2 separate regions of the Rattus norvegicus genome follow, and region 1 is linked to region 2. The links are chromatin contacts, called in public Hi-C maps. All regions are on one chromosome and are shown on one strand. The core of a region is the stretch at or near the end of the contact, and the rest is flanking DNA. Distances in the headings are between cores, read along the strand shown.

What was found. A called contact is a pair of places that touch in the nucleus more often than the background predicts.
Region 1: a Hi-C map of kidney shows a contact between it and region 2, with 3 times the contacts expected there. The contact joins the promoter of Plekhf2 here to the enhancer-like site in region 2. A contact is called at or near these places in 7 of 12 Hi-C or Micro-C datasets (Schwann cells, hepatocytes, kidney and 3 more) and 1 of 1 datasets of contacts at active chromatin or transcription factors (oligodendrocytes).

What each region holds. Positions count from the first base shown.
Region 1 is chr5:28,901,684-28,905,523 of GRCr8, reverse strand. It overlaps Plekhf2 (pleckstrin homology and FYVE domain containing 2), which reads left to right and starts at 1,801. Exons shown (of 2, transcript NM_001108655.1): 1 at 1,801-2,032. It overlaps LOC108350932 (a long non-coding RNA gene), which reads right to left and starts at 36. Exons shown (of 5, transcript XR_010066493.1): 1 at 1-36.
Region 2 is chr5:28,819,881-28,823,785 of GRCr8, reverse strand. All of the region lies in intron 2 of LOC120102827 (a long non-coding RNA gene), which reads left to right. LOC120102826 (a long non-coding RNA gene) reads left to right here. Exons shown (of 2, transcript XR_005504635.2): 1 at 1-3,719. Among named protein-coding and RNA genes, the nearest start is that of Cfap418, 28 kb to the right of the region's middle. Within about 2 kb of position 2,570, at least 11 of the 93 cell types and tissues checked have an H3K27ac peak or open chromatin away from gene starts, as enhancers often do. A contact at or near this core is called in kidney and liver, where this site is marked.

The sequences.
Region 1 (3,840 bases), core at 552-3,051, 83 kb before region 2:
CCAAACTCCATACACTATTATTTCCTCCACCCATCCGTCTCTTTAATCTTCTTTAATCTTCATGTTACAGCTGTGATATGAGGGTGAGGGGCGGATCCTACCGTCTGAACAGCTGCCGGAGTGACAGGCCGCACCAGGACGGCCACTGTCTTTAGGTGACTTTGGCTTGCTGTGTTACAGAACGTTCCAAGATGGTGGGAGTGCTTTATAGCTCTAGTGTCTCGTGGTCACGTGATCAGCGTCAGGCAGGAACCAGATCTTAAATTTAAATTTTAATCAATACACCTGCGTAGCGGCTTTTGCCAGTATGAGTCTAAATAAATGGCTTCCAAACTGGGGCGCACACACCCCAGGAAGAGACAGGAATGCACAGACTGCAGGAAGAAAATGTAATACTCCATATATTTACATCATTATTTGGTATGTCTTATTTAATATTTAATAACGAGGTAAAGTGTAGTAGACATATAGGTGTACACATAGAATATGCATGTTTCAATACTTTCCATCATTCTTACATAGCACTTAGCTTGTGCTTGGCATGTTACAAATATTGATTATCTAATGACTCCTTGAGGCACTCTTATTATCCCAGTTTTACACACGAAAGAACTAAGGGTAACTACCCCAAGGAAACGGGTATCGTAGTTGGTGGCAAAGCCGAGACTTTGAGTTGTAGGCGGTCTGGTTGCATCTTTGTACTTAAAGCTAAATAAGTGTCTTGGTAGGGAGGGCAATGTTTGTTACACAGACACCGAAATAGGGAAGGATGGGAAGAACTTAAAGAATTCCAGGCACAAGAGCAAGAGGAAAACCAACAGGATCACCTCCCCCCTTCATTTGTGGATAGAATAGGTCGGTGGACCCACTAATTCAACAACTGGCTCTCAACCTTAATGCTTTAATACAGCTCTTCGTATTGTGGTGATCCCCACCATAAAATTATTTGTGTTACTACTTCATAACTATAATTTTGCTGTTATGAATCACAATGTAAATATCTGTTCTCCGACGGCCTTAGGCGAACCCCTGTGATCCACAGGTTTAGAACTGCTCAACAAGAGGTTAAAAAAAAAATCCCTGAAATAATAAAGTTTACTCTAACTCAATTTCTACCCCTCCCCTGTTTAAATGGTGTGCTTTGGCCACCCCACTCGCCTAGATACCTGTGCTAGCTCTCCGCAGCGCCTAGTAAACGCTCATCTAACCCAGCGGTTATCTTAGCACGGAGTCCTAGGTACGCGAAGCAGTTGGCCGAGGCCCAGGCGCCAGGGAAGTTTTGAGAAGAGCAGAGCTCTTAGGCATGAGGTTATAGAGAAGCCTGCGGGACAAGAGTGCGGTGGGCGCAGACCCCTGGCTCGGGAGAAGCGACAGCAGGTGCTCCGCGCAAGGCCGAGCCGGGCGGGGCTGGCAGACGCGTTTGGGTGGCGAGATGCAAAGCCTTTCCTGTTCCTTAGGGAGGCGTGGAGGCAGCTTCCGCCCATTCTTCCAGAGAACTTCGCGGACTGCTTAAGAGCCCTTTCCGAAGGCTAGCCCGAGTCAGGAAAGTCAGGTCTGGCGACCCAGGATTGCCTCAGCCGGTTTCTGTGCGCGTCACCTCTGTGCAGAAGAGCGCGTTCCCCAACCCGGCCCCGGGGAGGCCCCCCAGTGGGTGTGGCCTCCGCTGAAGACCCCGCCCCTCGTGCGGTCGCGTGGGGATGGAGGGGCAGGGCAAGGCGATGGGCGGGGCGAGGGAACCGGGAAGAAAGGGCAGGGCCGGTGTGCTCGTGCCCGTGTTTGGCGCTTGGGCGGGGGCGCGCCAGTGCGCGCGCAGGAGGGAAGCCAGCCCGGACGGCCGTTGTCGGGTTCGACTGGAGGGGCGGTGAAGTCACCTGCGAGCGGTGCACCCGCCGCGTCCGAATCGCGCCGGCCTCGCGGGGCCCCACGCACCCTGCGAGGCTGGGGCCGAGGAGCAGGCAGAGTCCGCGCCCCGAGTCGGCGACGAGGAGGAGGAGGAGTCGCACCCTTGGCGCCGCCGCCCGCACCCGGGCGGGTAGGTACCATGGAGGTCGGGACGCACCGGGCGGCGGCGGGCTGGGGAGGGAGAAGCGAAACTTTGCGGGCGCCTGTCCCCGCGGGCCCGGGCCAGCCGTGGCGCGGGGAGGTGTTGGCCCGGGCGGCGGCGGCCGACGCCATGTTGGGGTCTGTGGGAAACGGGGCGCTCGGGCGGCTCCCCTCCGGGCAGGCGCTCGGGCTGGAACCGCCTCCGTCCCGCCGCGGCGGTCCGCGGGACGCCGCCCCGAGGGCCGGGACCGGGAACGGCGACTGGGGACTTGGACCTCGCGTCGTCCCTCGAAGTTGTGGGGCGCCAGGACTCAGGTCCCCAGATCGTGCGGTCTGAAAACTTGGCAGGGTCTGGGCGTCAGGGGCACGCTGTGTCCCAGCGGTGTTTTTTATACGACTTTATACGAAAATGGCACCACACAAGTTGGCTCTGATAGGGAGCAGTGGCTTACACGCTATTTGGAGTTTTTTTTTTTTAAGTTTTATGATCTTTTGACGAGTTTTTTTTTTTTTTTTAATGTTATTAAAGGCCGAGAGCTGGTTCCCTAAGTACTGGAGTAGCCTTGTATACTCCTAGAGTATTAAAGCAGCACGTTGTGTGAGTGTGCAGTGGAAATGAATAGAATTCAGGTTACATACACCTAAGCCGTAATTCAGACTCCCAAGTGCATTAAATTGGTAAATGCCTTCTTTGTTATGCTTTAGTACGTTGCCTAAGAGACTCGTTAAAGAAACATTAGAGTTGAAGGTTCAGTTGAAACGTTAAGGCACGTGTTGTCTTAAGACTAAAGTGAAATAGCCTAGTGTTGGCTCGTGCCCATATTGCGGAAACATCGCTGCGAGTTCTAGACCAGCCTTGGCTACTGCGTGAGCCTGATAGAAACAAGCCCTCCAAACCAGCCAACCACAACAAACAGAATAGGGTGCAGTGATCGATCTTGACATTTCAATTTTTTTCTTCTTTTTCCTTTTGGTTCCTTAAAAGTGCATGAGTTTTGAGCCCTTATCTGTTTACCCTGGTAGCTTAAGGGACGGGAGGGCTCAGGTTAATTTAGAATTAACAAAGGCTATTTTTAATCACCGTGGGTCGTGATAGCATTGGGAGGTGAATGGTATTAAGATGCTTATTTGGAAAGCTCCTTATAATCACGTCCCTCCGCCCCCCAAACGAAACTGGTGTACAGCATGAAGTAGCCTAGTAAATAAATACCCTTAAAAAAATAAAGACGGCTTTAAAATTTTGTTAAATGGGCGGAAAAGGCTCTTAACAATGCAAAAGCAGTAAACAGGCCATAGAGGCTTCCCTTATTTTACGCTTTAATTTTTTAAAATCACTCATCTGCATGGAGAAAGGGGAGGCGCTCGGCCCCAGACCTCACATGGAGAGGTCAGAAGACAAATTCCCTGAGTTTCTTCTCTCCACCATGTGAGTGTGGGGATGGTTGTCAGACCTGGGGGCCAGCTGCTATCATTATTTTCTGAGCCGCCTTTCTGACCCCTCTACTTTTAATTATATCTCTTTATTGTGTGTGTGCAAACGTGGACATTTGTGTGGTCACATGGTTCAACTGCGGAGGTCAAAGAGCTAAGGTGGGAGTTGCTTCTCTCTTTCCACCTTCTGCCCCTGAGGATAGAACTGAGGCTGTCAGGCCTGGCCTCGCCTCAGTGCCGTAACCCTCGGAGCCGTCTCCCTGCCCCTCTTCTTAGTCTTTAGTAGGTAAAAGTGCTTTCGTAGGTGTGTTGGTCAGCTTTCTTAGGCTTTTCTTTTCTTTTCTTTTCTTTTCTTCTCTTTTCTTT
Region 2 (3,905 bases), core at 1,321-3,820:
CTCACTCTCACACACACACACTCACATACACACACTCATACACACCACACACACTCACTCTCACATACATACACTCACATACACACATTCACACACACATACAGTCACACACACACTACACACACTACACACACATACACACACACACACACACACACAAGCTCTTGGTGGCTCATGAAATTCTCTTAGCAAAATTTGTTGCCTTATGGTTCCCTTAATATCTCTCTCTCTGTCTCTCTCTCTTTGTCTGTCTCTTTCATTTACTTAGAGAACAACTGGAAAAAATACATACAAAGCTATCAAAATTACCTTTAAAAGGTTGGGATAGGAAGCGGGGGTGGGGAGGGCAAACACGGAACTGGGAACTATTGGGCCCTGCTGATATATTACCTTTTCAAAAGTTAAATAAGGGACTGGCAGAAGTGGCTCAGAAGGCGAGGGTACTTGTCGCTAAACCTGATGACCTGAGTTTGACCCCTAGAACTCACACTGTGAAGAAAAGAAAGTTGTCATCCGATCTCCACAGGCGTGCTGGGGCATGTCTTCATGAACACATGTGCAGAGACACAGACACAGATACACACACTCACTAAAACAAATATTTTAGAAGGAGGAAGAAAATAGTCGTAAGATGTAAACCTACCACCAGCCATTATCAGCTCTCCGCAGCCGTGGGAGGGTTTCCCTTTGGGGTGGGTGATTGGGGTTAGCTCTGGTGGGTGGTTCTGAGTAGCCTTCCATCAGCTTGGCACTCAACTAGAGTTATCTGAAAGGAGGGAACCCCAGTTGAGGAAAATGTCTCAATAAGATCTCGGTGTAAGGCATTTTCTTAATCAGAGGTTGATTGGGAAGGCCAGCCCATTGTGAGGGATGCCGCCCCCTTGATGTGGTGGTCCTGGGTTCTATAAGAGAGCAGGGGGAGCAAGCCAGTAAGCAGCACCCCTCCATGGGCTCTGCATGAGCTTCTGTCTCCAGGGTCCTGCCCTCTGTGAGTTCCTGTCTTGACTTCCTACAATGATCAATGGTGATGTGAACGTGTAAGCCAAATAAACCCTTTCCTCCCCAACTTGCTTTTCGGTCATTGTGTTTTGTCACAACAATGGAAACCCTAACTAAGAAAGGTTGTGTGTCCTTGCAAGGCTGGCGGGGCTTCCTGTGTTGATCGAGGAAAGAGAGGTAGAAAGGGGTGCAGAGGCTAAGGGATTATCTAGAGGGATCTGTTTTGGGTAAGGAAGGTCACAAGCAAAAGGGAATGGAATTAGGCAGGCCTAAGAGAAGGGATAGCAGTAAAGACACTCTGGTCCTGACTGGCCTTCATTTCCAAGACTGTTTATCTTACAGCATCATATATCAACTGTGTCTAGAAGTGTGCCCCGGTAGCCTTCTGAACCTGTGCATGCCTCGATAAAATGGAGAGGCTGGAATAATAGCCTGGGCTAGTGTGACTTCCAGGTCCGGTGTTCTTTCCAGGTACTAATCTTCTCTCCACGGTTCCTCTGTGAAGTTCCAGCCCCATTCAGAAAAGTCGTGAAATGTCACCAGCCATCTAGTAAGTACCTTGGGACGCGTGGAGTGGAAGCACCAAGAGCTGGAGTCAAAGCATCTCTCAAGGGCATTCACGGTTCCTCCCTGAATCTAGACATCTATGGAGAAAGCAGTGAGCTAGCCTGGTGTAGCCTCCCCTCCCCTCACACAGTGCCTTCCTCTTGGCACTTTCTCATGGGCTGGAGGCTCTGACAGGTCTGAGAACCTGGACTGCAGACTGTCTGGGGAGAGACTGCTGGCCTTCACCTTAGAGATTCTCACTGTGAAGGGGGGGACCCCCTCTGAGGAGCACAGTTGTTAGTCACAGGGCGGCAGATTGAGATTAGCCATGTGTAGAGATGCAGGTGTGGGGTGGTTTTGGGGCAGGCGGCTGTTCTGTGGGGCTGGAGGGTGCTTTTGGGATCCTGGGTCCAGGATCTTGTCAGGGTTTAGAAAGCAAGGGCCTTGACTTTAGGGTTTGATGCCATGGCAACTGGCTGGAAGCACAGGTACTGAAAGGGACTTAGCTCCTGGCCTCCAGCCCTCCTGTAGGGCAAGAGCAGGAGAAAGAGGCCTTTCAATCCCTCAAGACCTCTACCCAGTGTTTGTGCTTATTTCTGTGAAATCCAGGATAGACACCAGGTGAGCCGTACTTGTCATTTGGGGCAGTAATTTCTGCTTTTCTTTGCATTGCATTCTCAGGCACAAAAATGTGAGAGCATCAGATGATAAGTTATGGTTTTCTGCAGTAATTATAAAACCTTAAAAACAAAACCACACCGCCGCACCCTTGGAATGCGTGTGCTGAACACTCACGTCCAAAGGTCACGAAGACAAGGTTTCCTGGCCTCAGAGGCCCGTCAGCACAACTCTGCCAGGGCCAGCATCTCAGTCTCCATTCACTTCTTGTAATTGAGGAGTTACCTTAATGTTCCCTCTAGGTCTCCCTAGAGTCCCTGAAGTGCTGCAGGGAGCAGATTGGTCAGGTAACTTGTCCCATTTTTTTTCCATGGCGGCTACAGGGACATCTGGGCAGAAAGCATCATCAAAGTCCTTCACAAGGCTTGGGAGAAGGTGATGCTTATTCTTTGTAAACAGTGTGGATTAGAATAGGACATTTCGCCCAGAGGAAAAATAACAGCCCCTTGTAAGAGCAGCAGGTGGGATCTGATGGGAAACAACAACCAAAACAAAAACAAAAACAAAATGGGCGTTTTAGAACTGTAAGCACTTTCCCCAAGAGAGCAAAGCCTGAGGAAGATGTGGTCCTTGGTGCAGGTCTGCCCCCTACAGGCCAGATTCTCAATTCACTGGTTAAGTCTGCAGGGCTCGGAACCATAGGTTCCTGCCCCTGATGGCGCCCCGTGGCTGCTCTTTTTCACTGTGACACGTTGTCCCCAGGTAAAGTCCCTCCAGGGCCTCCCTCTTTTGACCGCTCCCTCATCTAGGAACATAACCTGGTGACTCAGCCGCACGCCCGCTGTGTAAGAATAATTTTAGACTATGAAAGAGGAAGTTTTAAGAGACATGCTTTCCTTTTCCTGTCTGGGAGTAGTGTGTATTTCTAGCTCCCACTTTCACATGTAGCAAGGCAGTTTCCATTCTGGCCCCATTAGAGTCAGAGATGATCTGTCCAGATTTGACCTCCTAGGTTTAACACAGTGCGATGCTTCAAGTCTGCCTGCGGATTCTAATGTCTGGTTATGACGGAGTCAAAGACACCGGACCTAAAAGACCAGTTATGATCCATCTTTTGGAAATGACCTGTGCTACTCAGCCCTGCCCGTCTGATCACTAGTGCCCCGGGGCTCTCTTGCTGCACACCTGGTACAGAATGATAAGCATTTAAACACGTTCATTTGTGCTTTAAGTGCTCCCTTCAAATGGGCCATGTTGGGCCTCCTGCTATCAGATGACGCTTGGTGGGCCCAAAATCTTGGTGTGGTGGTTTGAATATGCTTGGCCCGGGGAGTGGCACTATTAGGAGGCGTGGCTTTCTTGGAGTAGGTGTGGCCTTGCTAGAGGAAGTGCATCACTGTAGGGGTGGACAATGAGACCCTCCTCCTAACTGGGAGTGAGTTTTCTCCCAGTGGCCTTCAGATGAAGATGTAGAACTCTCAGCTCCTCCTGCACCTTGACTACCTGGATGCTGCCATGTTCCCTGCTTCATGATAATGGACTGAACTTCTAAACCTGTAAGTCAGCCTGGTTAGATGTCATGAGAGATGCCTTGGTCATGGTGTCTGTTCACAGCAGTAAAACTGTAAAAAACAAAGGTTCTCTTGATAAAAGTAGCAGGATGTCATCTTAAATGTGTGCATTTTTACACTGATCAGAAAGCAAACATGGTGTGCTGGGTAGCCTTATGTCGGCTTGATACA